Regions from separate parts of the Zea mays genome. Here region 2 is linked to region 1. The links are chromatin contacts, called in public Hi-C maps. All regions are on one chromosome and are shown on one strand. Each heading gives the region's core, a stretch centred on a gene start, on an enhancer-like site or on the middle of the called end of the contact. The rest is flanking DNA. Distances are from core to core; before and after follow the strand shown. Region 1 holds the start of LOC100284855. Region 2 holds the start of LOC100284895 (D-erythro-sphingosine kinase/ diacylglycerol kinase).

What was found. Hi-C and Micro-C count contacts between places; a contact is called where the count stands out from the background.
Region 2: a contact with region 1 is called in a Hi-C map of tassel, with 2.4 times the contacts expected there. The contact joins the promoter of LOC100284895 here to the promoter of LOC100284855 in region 1. A contact is called at or near these places in 2 of 25 Hi-C or Micro-C datasets (ear and tassel).

What each region holds. Positions count from the first base shown.
Region 1 is chr2:211,383,579-211,389,266 of Zm-B73-REFERENCE-NAM-5.0, forward strand. It overlaps LOC100284855, which reads right to left and starts at 2,761. Exons shown (of 2, transcript NM_001372146.1): 1 at 1,479-2,761; 2 at 717-905. The coding sequence starts at 2,586. The coding sequence ends at 880. LOC109944603 (a long non-coding RNA gene) reads left to right here and starts at 3,607. Exons shown (of 5, transcript XR_004856425.1): 1 at 3,607-4,360; 2 at 4,490-4,546; 3 at 4,674-4,817; 4 at 4,922-5,028; 5 at 5,110-5,688.
Region 2 is chr2:211,806,647-211,812,527 of Zm-B73-REFERENCE-NAM-5.0, forward strand. LOC100284895 (D-erythro-sphingosine kinase/ diacylglycerol kinase) reads left to right here and starts at 3,208. Exons shown (of 10, transcript NM_001157790.2): 1 at 3,208-3,590; 2 at 4,834-4,956; 3 at 5,052-5,152; 4 at 5,314-5,386; 5 at 5,573-5,659; 6 at 5,771-5,848. The coding sequence starts at 3,245. LOC100304028 reads left to right here. Exons shown (of 3, transcript NM_001165552.2): 3 at 752-1,016. The coding sequence ends at 911.

The DNA of each region.
Region 1 (5,688 bases), core at 1,511-4,010:
TGACCTAGATGCTTCTGTATGGCATTTGAGTACGTATGGTATGCAATGAAATTATGGAGCTACCAATGTAAATATGACAATATTGACGTCGAACATAAAAGCTAATACATCGACTAAACTATCTCTATGAACCACTCCACAAGAAAACACTGCTGTCTAAGATTCACTACATGACCGATTTGGAATTGAGCTTTTCTGAGTACAAATGTAACATTCAAAGACTAAGAAATATATTTAATTCTCTCTATCAATTAATATTACTGCATTGTTATATATATATGTCTAGATAAAGTATGTCTTGTATTATAAAAATAGAATAAAAAGTGGTTGTCTTGTATATTATGGCGGAGGGAGTAGCAGCCAAAACAAGCATTTCCAAAGGGCTGGTATTGAATGTTTGTATCTACAGATGTAGATGGGGACGGGGACATTTCCTCCTCATGGGAATGTAAAAAGAGAAAAATTCCTCCTCATGGGAATGTAAAAATTCCTCCTCATGGGAAACCATTTTCGATTCCCCGCAGGGAATTCTTCTATTAAAAAATGGGGACGGAGACATTTCCTCCTCATGGGAATGTAAAAAGAGAAAAATTCTTCTCCAGAGACGGAGATGGGTCCCCCGTTCTCATCCCCGTTTTCCATGGGGACACATTAAACTTGCATGTGACGACGTTTCATGTAATAGTTAATGACGAAAATAAATAATTACATTGCTAAAAGATCACTTATTATATAAATGAATTTATTTTGATGTACACATGATGATTTCTTACATCTGAGTATGTGTATATGTTTTATGATCTATCTACTAGTACTAGCATGCATATGTTCATCAGAACCGAAGTAGATGCTTTACATGTTGTTCCAAGTACAGGATCCTCAGGAGGACTGAACAGCAGCAGAATCTGAGAAGGACCACATCATACAAACTCAATACAGACATAAAACAAATGAACTCATCAAACTAACTAAGAAGTAAACAGGCTAAACATGATCTCTTTTATCAAATCTAGAGAGAATTCGTTCAGTCAATACAGCACTCAAGCAAAGAACAGCAAATTCAAATTTAGTAAACCACTCATAAGTGATTGAGGTTCAACACAGCACATACTGCTTAGAACATTCACCCAACATCCAGTTTATGTAAATATAAAATGCCCAAAAATGGTTTCTATAAGACCAGAACCACCTAGATTATATGAATCCCACATTACATTAACTAGAATACTAATTAATCACACCAAATACTATACTATTTAGTATGATATACATTTCACGAATATATTTCCACTAGACGAAAGCTGCATTAATATCTATCCATCACCATCAACCCCTCCATCTATACAAAACAACGAACAAGACTTAGACGAATCGATAAAAAAAATACCACGCAAAACTCCTTAGCTTAGGCATCTGCAACAATAATCAGGATTCAGAGATGTGAAGTAGTCGATGCGCCTAGGAAGAGTGTGCCCCACCTTCCGGAGGCAGCGATGGCATCCCCTCCGACTTGTAGTTGTAGATGACCGCGCGCGGCGGCGCGTACATCATCGGCGGGAACCCCTGCATGTGGTGCGAGACGCCGTAGACTCCGCCGGCCGCGTGAAGATCTCCGCCAGGCGCCTCGCTTCCTCCGCCACCGACAATGTGGTAGATCGGGCGAGGCATGTAGCCACTCTGCGCAGACTGGTCGAGATAGTGGACCGGTGGCGGCACGGGGAAGTAGTACATAGGCTGCGCCATGTACGGCGGCGGCGGGGCGGGCCACGATGACGCTCCTCCTGCGACGTGCGGTATCTGTCGAGCGGAAGGCGGCACGTCGTCGCCGTGGTGGTGCGGAGTCTCCGTGGCGTCGGACTTGGCGCGAGCCGCCGAGGGGCCGGGGCTGGGGTCGTCGGACGGGCTGTCGAGGCTGAAGAGGTAGTCGGGGACGTCGGAGACGATCGAGGAGGACTCGGATCGGACGCGCTCGATGGGGTGCGGCGCGGGGGCGTTGAGCGCGTCGACGAACCACTGGTCGCTGGGGGCGGCGTCGCCGGCGGTGCCGGAGAGGACGGAGCCGAAGGCGGCGTCGGGCGCGGGCGCGGGCGCGAAGAGGAAGACGCGGAGGCGGGGCGGCCGGGCGACGTTGGCGGAGAGGTCGTGGATGCGGTCGAGCTCGTCGACGAGGTGGTCGACGTCGTCGTCGGAGGTGACGGAGATGAGGGAGTCGAGGTCGTCCTGGGGCAGCTGGTACTTGAGGGACGGCCTGGGCGCCCCGGGGGCGAAGAGCGCGGGCGCGGCCTTGGCGAGCGCGGCGACGAGGGCGGCGAAGGAGGCCGCGGCGCGCGGGAAGGACACGATGCGGGTCTCCCCGCCGACGTAGCGCAGCTGGCGGTCCCCCGGGCGCGGCAGGATGCGGCCGCCGAAGCTGCACATGAGACGCACCTGCGGGCCCCCGTGCGCATGCGCGGGGGGAGCGGCCGGGGTGCTCGCGGGCGCCGGGGTCAGAGTCGGCGGGTGGAGGTGGTGGTTGCCGCCGTTGCCGTTGCCGATCCCGGCGTGCGGGGTGGAGGAGTCCGGGTGGTGCGAGGTCGGCGACGTCATAGGACGCGGTGGAGGGGGAGGGGGGGGGGCGTCCCGTGACAGGGGAGGTGATGTTGGCGGCGGCGGCGGAGGGGGCTAGGCGCGAGGGCGCATCGGGATTTGGGAATCGCGAGTTGCGAGGGAAGGGGACGGGGGAAGAAGTGGCAAGAGATAGAGAGAGAGACGGAGGCGGGTTTCTATTCGGGGTGCTAGGTTGCCAGGCTCGGCGGCTAGCTGTAGGATCTGATACTTCGGTGATTGATTTGGGAATTTGGCATGCCCAGCTCCTGCTGTTTAAAATGTGGAATTTAGAGCTTGAAATTCAAATTATTTCCACGATTTGTGCAGGTTGCCAAAATGGACTGCTAATCTCGATTATCTGGTACGTTGGTGCTCTGTTTGTGCTCGGCCGGTAGTCGATCGAGTTCGGGCCTGAACCAGTAATTATTGACCCCTAGACTAGACTACAAGGATTTTGGGTCTTAAAGCTATCTCGATAGGCGTAGCCGGGACCTTAGGCAACAGACTAGTATTTCACAGCAAACATCGGGCAACGCAACGGAGGCACGTAATGCCATTGTTCTCTTGCAATCGTTTACACCAAATGCTGTTGGCGCAGTGAAGGAATCGACAAGCCGCGATCGCGACGAAGAAAAGGCGCAGCACAAACTAAAAACGCCATCCGTAAAGGTTTGTACAGCACCAGGCGGCACGTCAGAGCAAACAAAAAAAACAAGTTGCGGTGCGAGCAAAATGGTTGCACGCTACCGATCGATTAATGAAAAAAAATGCACCTAACGCTCCACCAAAGTTGCTGCCCGTGGCGGAAACGGGCGAGCGGAACCACCTTCCGGGCGCACGTACGTACGTCCACTTTTTTTTTTGAGGCCCCGTTCGGAGCGTGCCGGCGTACGCGGCTGCTTGTGTTTAATCTCTACAACTATTAAAAGCCTAATGTAGACTGCCCCTGCCTCCCCCATGCCCGCCCGACGCAATCCCCAACCGCCCTCCGCAATCCCCTACCGCCCGCCGTGATCCCCGCCGCCGCGGCAGTCGCCCTCCGCAACCTCTGCCTAGATAAGGATAGGGGGCGCCCTCCTCCCTCGATCATCCGCACTTGTGTAGCCATCGCGCCATCTACACCGGCCACCGCCACACGGAGGTTCGCCTCTGGCCTTGCGGCTTACGACCTCGAGGTGACCGAGCCCGCGGGCTCCATGACGACAACGGTGACGCCGGAGGCAAAGATGGCGGCGCAGCAGCAGGCCCCCGCGTCGCGCTCCTCCTCCCGACCTCGTCGTCGAGTCCCTATTCCCGCCGGACCTCGATATCTTCGCAGGCCGCTGGACCCCGCCGGGGCGGGTGACCGATGCAGTGCGCTCTCGATCCGTGCAGAGCGCAGGTGGTTGGATGGCCTTCGTGCAGTCCGTCGTCTCCAACAGTGACGACGAGGAGGACTTCATCATCGACTCCCGCCACGGACAGGCTAGCTGGCTAGGCGGCCGAGTCCGTTCGGTGCTGCCGTGCGGGAGCGCTTGCTGTCTCCGATTCCGTCCCGTTTGCTTTCGTGGACTGGTTCGGAAATTGGAAGGCGTTGCGATGAGATGCTGCGGAGGCGGCGAGAAGCTCACTCCCCGGCGATGAGCAGAATCACAACAGTATCTTAATCTCCCTTGCCTCCTCGTTCCCTGTCTCCCCGGCAAGCCTTCGGTCGCATCGGGGTGGCGAGCTTGCGCTGTCAGCGGCGAACCCCTCCCCTGCCCCCGCAGTTCTTCCGCCTGCTGGCTGGACTCAGGTGAGCAGTGTGGATTTTCGGGTTCGTGCGATGCGGTCGTGGGATTGACGGATGCATTTTTCCCATTTATTTATTCAATTTTGAACTGTCAATTAAAGTTCTACTCTTGATTTTTTTTTTGTTCTTCAGTTCGGCCCTTAACAAGAGAACGAAGACCATGCCGATGCGTGGCGTCGATTTCAAGTGGTGCGTCTGCACCCTCTCGTCTCGCCGTTTCTTCCCTAACTCGCCCCCCTTTTAATTTGAAGATCCATTCTTCTATAATGACTCAAAGGTTGACTGATTGAGAGGCTGGGTTTGGGATTCATTGCAGGTATGACGGGTTCTTCCTCTCCATGCTGTTCAGAATAATGATTCTGTACCCTGCAGCATAAGCTCCGGGGCGCACATCCGCAGCCACAATCTCTCCCTGCAGCATAAGCTCGTCAAGGCTATCAAGGATGCTGGGAACATCAAGGTCTGTCACTTTTATGTGCCCTTGCAGCTTCCACTATACTTACTAGCTACTAATTCGTGGTTTAGAAAGATTCCTTTTTAATCTATTTTGTTAAGTTTGTTAAGGGTTTGTTTGGTTAGAAGGGGATTGAAGAAAGCTTCCTTTTTAATCCATTTTGTTGATTGAGTCGCATTCCCGAATCCATACTTGAACATCAGGATCTCATATGCGAGTAAGGTCCCAACTTTTATCAAACTTCTTCACACGTCCTGACATCTGGAAGGGTGAGCTCAATTCTGTTTATGCTGTGCAGGGTGTCATCTCGGGACACTGGAAAGACTATGGTTGATGCTTCATTAGGAGAGATAATGACCACATGTGAGAAGATTACCTAGCAAAATGAAGACTGGTACTTAATGTAATGGCCTACATAATAAAATTTAGAATAGTTAGTACTCTGCAACTTCTGCTCACTCTTGCTTGGGATAAACTTTGCGTTTATTTCTTGATGATGCCTGCATTATTGTTGTCACAGGATGTTTTTACTCGGGAGATCTGGAGGTTGGCGAACGCCCGGGGAGAAACTATTCAAGGAGAAACTATAATGTGTACACAACTTGTGAAGTATATGCAAATTTGTTCGGGATATGCACCTGAAATCCAGTTATTTTTTTCTGTTGTCATAATAGATATGGTTTAATTTATTCGTGTCTAGATAATCTATGCAGAAGACATGTTTGTAAAGTTATTTTTGTTTTACATACATAAGGTTTAGGAAATTGTTTACTGAGCATGCTAAAAAATTCCTGAGCACTCATCTATGCAAGGCCCTAGATGAGCTGTGATTTTATTTTGTTTTCTATTGATATATGTCAATATAGTTTATGATTAG
Region 2 (5,881 bases), core at 1,958-4,457, 420 kb after region 1:
AGCGAAGTTGGAAATATAGAGTCTTAGGTAGTTATGACTCTGAGATCTTAACTATAAGCAAACTGTACACATGTGGGTACACCTCTTTTCAGTTCATAGATCTTCACCGTAGAAGCAAAACTGGTTGTATCTTCCCACCAATGTTCATTTGCCCAAATAGCCCAAATCTGCTGGGTCTACCAAATACTTATCAGCGTCTCATGAACCTTCGCCCAGTTTTTTTTTGTAGTATGGTTAGGGGTGGTAATGGATTGCGATCCAAATGTTTATTCACAAAATTAGGGCCCTTAATTAATTTAAGTTAAAAAATGAATAGGAATAGAGCCCGACCTTTTAGAGCCCATTACCACCCCTGGTAGTTTCTAGTCAAATTGGGTTAACTTGACTTTATGTTTCGACCTAATTAGCATTTATAGTTCACCAGTAGACTCCTGAGGATCAACAAATCTCTCTTCTATGGCCATGTAAGGTTGAGCTGTAGTCAACTGCCTAAACGTGTCTGATCTTAGTGAGATATCTCTTCATACATTAGATATTAGGCCACTAAGAGTGAACTATTGAAGTTACTGCTCTCCTATCCCCTCCAGTAAGTACATTTGCAAGTTTTATTACAGGATACTAAAGTGAATATGTAACAAATTCCCTAAAAAGTTTGTCCCTTTCTGCTATATGCTCCAGCCGTGTTCCCTGAAATCTGCATTGTTATGGACTAGACACGTGTCCTCAGTTTGTTCTCTGTCTCTTCAACCAGGAAAATAAAGAAGGGGGTGCATATGAAAAGGTCACAGAATGCTAGGAAAATGAAAGCAATTGCTAGGGCTGTATCGAAGAATGAGAAGTCCGAGGAGAAGATCCAGAAAGCAAAAGGCAAGAAGACAAGAATCCAGTCGGCCAAGTCTTTGTACGACTGAATATTTAGCACTGAGCAGAATTTTGTGTACCAGTATATTTCTAGATTGTAGAGCAACCGAATCTGTGCTTGCGACGAAGAAATGAAAGCTTGCTTTGCTTACAAATCTTCATGTCAGCTTCTTTACAAGATCTCGGGAATCTGCTTTCGCGCTACCTGGTGTCTCGTGATACTTCGATGTTTTGATGCCTTGATGGTTTGGTACTTCGATATTGACTTCAGGATATGGTGACCAAGTGCTTGGTCTGTTCTACAATTCCGGTGCCTTTTTGCTGAATCGGCAACATATTTTCACTCAGTACTGTTAAAAATACTTCCAGTGTTCAATGTTCTTTCTTATATGTACCCCCCTTCAGCAATTTCTTTGAGCCTGGACGGTTACTGGACCCAAGCAATCGTTTTTTTTTGCTATGAAAAAAGGTAAAGCGAATCTCCTCTTCCTGGAATGCCTTTTCTTTTGGCGATAAAAAGGTAAGCAACTCTGATTTTGTTCCCTTTTTCTTTTGGACCAAGAACCCAAACAAATTCCAAAGGCATTTTCTTGAAGCCTTGGAAGATTTGTATCTGCATCTGGGATGTTCATAGGGCGTGGGTGGAATACTGTTGCTGCCTTGTGCCATACTGTAATTTGGTACAGTAGCTAGCACTCATTTGTTACGCCACGTGCTATTATTGGCTTTGGCTACGTCATTTGTATGTGTTGTATTTAATGTGGCCCTTTTCTTATGTGTCCTTCTCGGTGTGCCAATCATAGGCCTCGTAGAGTCAAAGCGTCGCAAGGAAGGAACTGTACAAGGCTAGAGGGATTCGTGGAGCAAGCAAAAGGTCTTCCAACGTTTGCTCGCCCATGCCGTTGTTATCACACCGGGGATCGCGTCGCGTATCGATCTGCCGGCGTATCCGAGACGCACCGTCGTCTCCTTGGCTCCCTTGCGGTTCGGGACCGCACGTCGTCCTCGTGTTCACCAGGTGCCGTTTTCGTTTGCGTCAGGGAAAGCTGCGGGGGACATCGCCGCGTCCCTATGGGCTATGGATGAAATCGACTCTGGTCATCAAATTCAAATAATTGGTTGTTTCGGTGAACTGTGACACTGAATTTATTTATTTTTATGCTTATATAAAACATCTTTGTTGTCGTGCGTCATGCGTTTAGCGCCTATGTTTGTTTTTTCCCCCTATCATCCCTCCCCTTCCCGTTTTATAGTTATGGGCTTCATATTCACACACACGTAACTAAACTGAGTACACATATTTTGGGAGTTTATATTTTATAAACAAACAATATATAGAATAAAGTCTATCTATATAGTATATAGAAACTATAACAATATACAAGCATCTAACTAGTATTTATTTATTCACTTGATAACCACCATCTTGACGTCTCAGTTCTCCGTTTAGCATATGCACTGCACAACAGTCATTAGTTAGAGCAGCTATTTTATTTTATAGGATATCAGTGAGGTATGCATCTTGGTTTGTTACGCCAGTTTTTTTTTTCTCAATCGAAAACAAATCTCCAGTAGAATGCTACTTTCTATGGTCACAGCTTATATGAGGAAGAAATGGTGGAAGAGAGGGAAGGGGAAGATGACGAAGGCGTTTTTTTTATATTTTTTATTTTTTAAAGTTTTTATATTATATTTTTTATGAGTTTTGTAATTTTTATTTGCTTAATTATGTGCTTAAATAAATATAAATTTTAATAAATATATCTTATTTTAAATAAAAGGCTATAAAAATAAAACTGACATGATATTAAGGTGTCTATAAGCTTGACGTTAAAAATTGTGTATTAGAGTATAAAGGCTGATGATGAGTAGGGTGATGGCCATCTTCAGAAGACCGTGTAAAGGGCCGTGTAAAGTACTGTTTTATATTATAGATTGCACTGTTTATAGAGTAAAGTTTGAAATATTAAGTAAGAGAGTAAAATAGGGAGTCTAATAGAGATAATGAGGTTTTATATGGTTTTTGAGATGTTGGATAATGCATAAAATCTAATACAAATTTTATCATCAACTTGTGTTAAGATTATAAGATTTTGGTATAGAATCTAATATACAATTTAGAAGCTGTTTAACTAATAATAAGATTTTAGAATAAGATTCTAAAAATAAGAATGAACCAAACGGAACCTAGGTTCATATATGCGCTCCCACCAGCCTGATACTCCTATAGACCCGAGTACCCGACCGGCAAGCCGCCAACCAACATATATTAACCGCGCACCTTTTGTCCTCTCCTTGTTCCCAAACCTCTGCTAGCTTCGCTTCCAACCCCATCGATACTTCCCAGCAAGCTACACTACAAGCTCATCCGCCTAGTCCTTCCATGGCCGATCACCAGCCTCAGGTCGAGGTCCTGACCGAGTCAGTGCGGGTCAACGGCACCAAGGCGGAGGCCACGCTCGTGGGCGGCGAGCTGGCGTGGCGCCCCGCCGCCGGCGGCAACGGAGAGGGGCAGGAGCGGCGGCTGGAGCTGGAGTCGGAGGTGCTCGGGTTCCAGATGGACGGGAGGCAGCTCAAATTCGCGACCTTTGCCGCCAGCGGTGGCGGTAATGGGAAAGGGGGAGGAGGGGATGGGAATCGGAGGAGAGGGGAGGTGGTGGTGGAGATGGAGAACGAGGCCACCGCGGTGCGGTGGGGGGACGTAATCAGTGATCGCCTAGCCTCGCTCGGTAATCAATATCAACTGTTACTCTGCTAGCTGCAATTCGATTATTTCAATTCTCCTGCATCCTACTATTTCTTTAAAATTTCTCTCTGCATCTTGGGAATTGTGCTTGGCTCGTGATGTGATCGATGTGCTCACGCAACGCAACTATTGTTTTTTAACAATCCGTGGCTGGAGTTTTGGCATTGCCTGGACGCCTTGTTCTTGATCGGGTAGGCGGCGGCCATGGTGGTTGCGTGGCGGAGTTGAGGAGTTCGTTGACTTCGATTGGACAGCTGGGAGAGGCAAAAAAAAAAAACCCTGCTCCTGATAGTAAGGGGAACCAGAAGAGAATGGCCAGTCGCTTTGATTTAATTCAACAATAATAGTTTGAAGCAATTGGTTCTAGATTATAATTGTTCTAGCCTCCTAGGCGTGCGCAGATCTTTCTTATGCGTGAAACCGTGCGTTTGAATAGCTGTTCTTCTGGGCATGATCTGGTCATAGCGTCAAATGTACAGATGTAGCAGCATGCAAGGTGCCAACTAGTTGAGTGCTACAGAGTTTGAAATTCTCCATGGATTCTTCTACAGTACCTGGTCCACTCAATTTCCACGGTTGACTTCAAATTGGCATGTCGATGATGGTGCATACCGCACATAGCTTGCGTTTAAATAATTATCACCCTGAGCAAGACAGAATCATGTATGTCTGTCTAAACGATGCCTGTTCATTTGGCACAATGCAGCAGTGATACTTGGCAGTAGTAATGTTATACATATCTTTTACAGCCTTTTATTGTTGTTTTGTGAGATTTGGTTGAATTTTCCTCTCATTGTCACCCATTTTCATATTAACATCACCCTTGAATGTTGCATTAGCTATCATACTCGTAGGATGCAAGTAGGTAATCAACGGTGTTTTGTGTGTCAACTAACTTAGTTCATTTCTCCCCTTAAATTAATTACATGACATGCCATTTTACTTCATTTTATCAAGTTCTGGGTCAATCCAATGACTCAGAACATGACATACTTGCATCCCTATAGCTATCAATGCAAAATGTCGGAGCTGACTTTTTTTTGTTCAGTTCATTATTGATGGTGTTGATCCAGTGCTCTTTTCTCCTGCATATTTCTGTTCCATTTCTGGTTGGTTCAGGCTTCTATAACTCCTTCAGAAAAGCATAGTAGATTAACAACTGTATTAGAACACTAGTTTTACCAACTCATGGTCCCTTTGTTATTCCTCCTGCAATATTGCCACAGGCCGGCCAAAGAAATTGTTCATTATAGTGAACCCTTATGGTGGAAAGAGAAGTGGACCGAGTATTTTCCAGAATGAAGTCCTCCCCCTCATTGAAGCTTCTGGCGTGCTTTATACGATGCAAGGTCAGGTGGTCTATATTTATTAATCGTATTTTTGGGATTATAATTGTGATGCCTGTTACTCTGTGTCTAATCTTCAAATTGTGAAACATGTTTAGAAACCAAGCATCGCCTTCATGCTCAAGAGATTGCACATTCACTTGATCTTAGGAAGTATGACGGCATCATTTGTGTCAGTGGAGATGGTGTGATGGTAGAGGTTAGCAAAGAACAACATTCTCTGTATGCGAATGCAATTCTGTGCAATTTATTAGGCTCTGAAAATTCTCATGTTTTCAGATATTTAACACTGTTTGATTATATTTGCTTGCTTGCTATGTTTTGTTTCTTTCTCTTATTGTTATTTTATTTTGTTTTTAGGTTGTCAATGGTCTCCTGCAAAGGGAGGATTGGGAAACAGCAATAAAAGTGCCCCTTGGGATCATTCCAGCAGGTACATTATCATAGCAGCTCCTTTATTATATGGATATAATGATGCACATTAGTTCGTAGTATTGTGTCTTAGTTTAATTTACATAAGCAAACACTACAGAAGCTGTTTAACCAAGATTAGTTGTATCTGGTAGCTTTTTTCAGTTTTTTGTTGGGCAGACTTTTCACACATTACAATGTGCAACAGGTACTGGAAATGGAATGGCACGATCTCTACTGCATGCTGCTGGTGAACCATTCTGTATATCTAATGCTGTGTTCGCAATCATCAGAGGTCACTGTCTTTGTCCTTATCTTTGTCACCTTTATCTAGCAGCCACATCATCTTATCTCGTCCATTTATGTGTTTGAATAATTGCTGATGCGGCTTCTATCTATTACACAGGTCATAAACGTGCCCTTGATGTTACTTCTGTTGTGCAGGGAAAGGCAAGGTTCTTTAGTGTCCTGATGCTTACATGGGGTATGCAACATATAACCTCTGTTTCGAAACAAC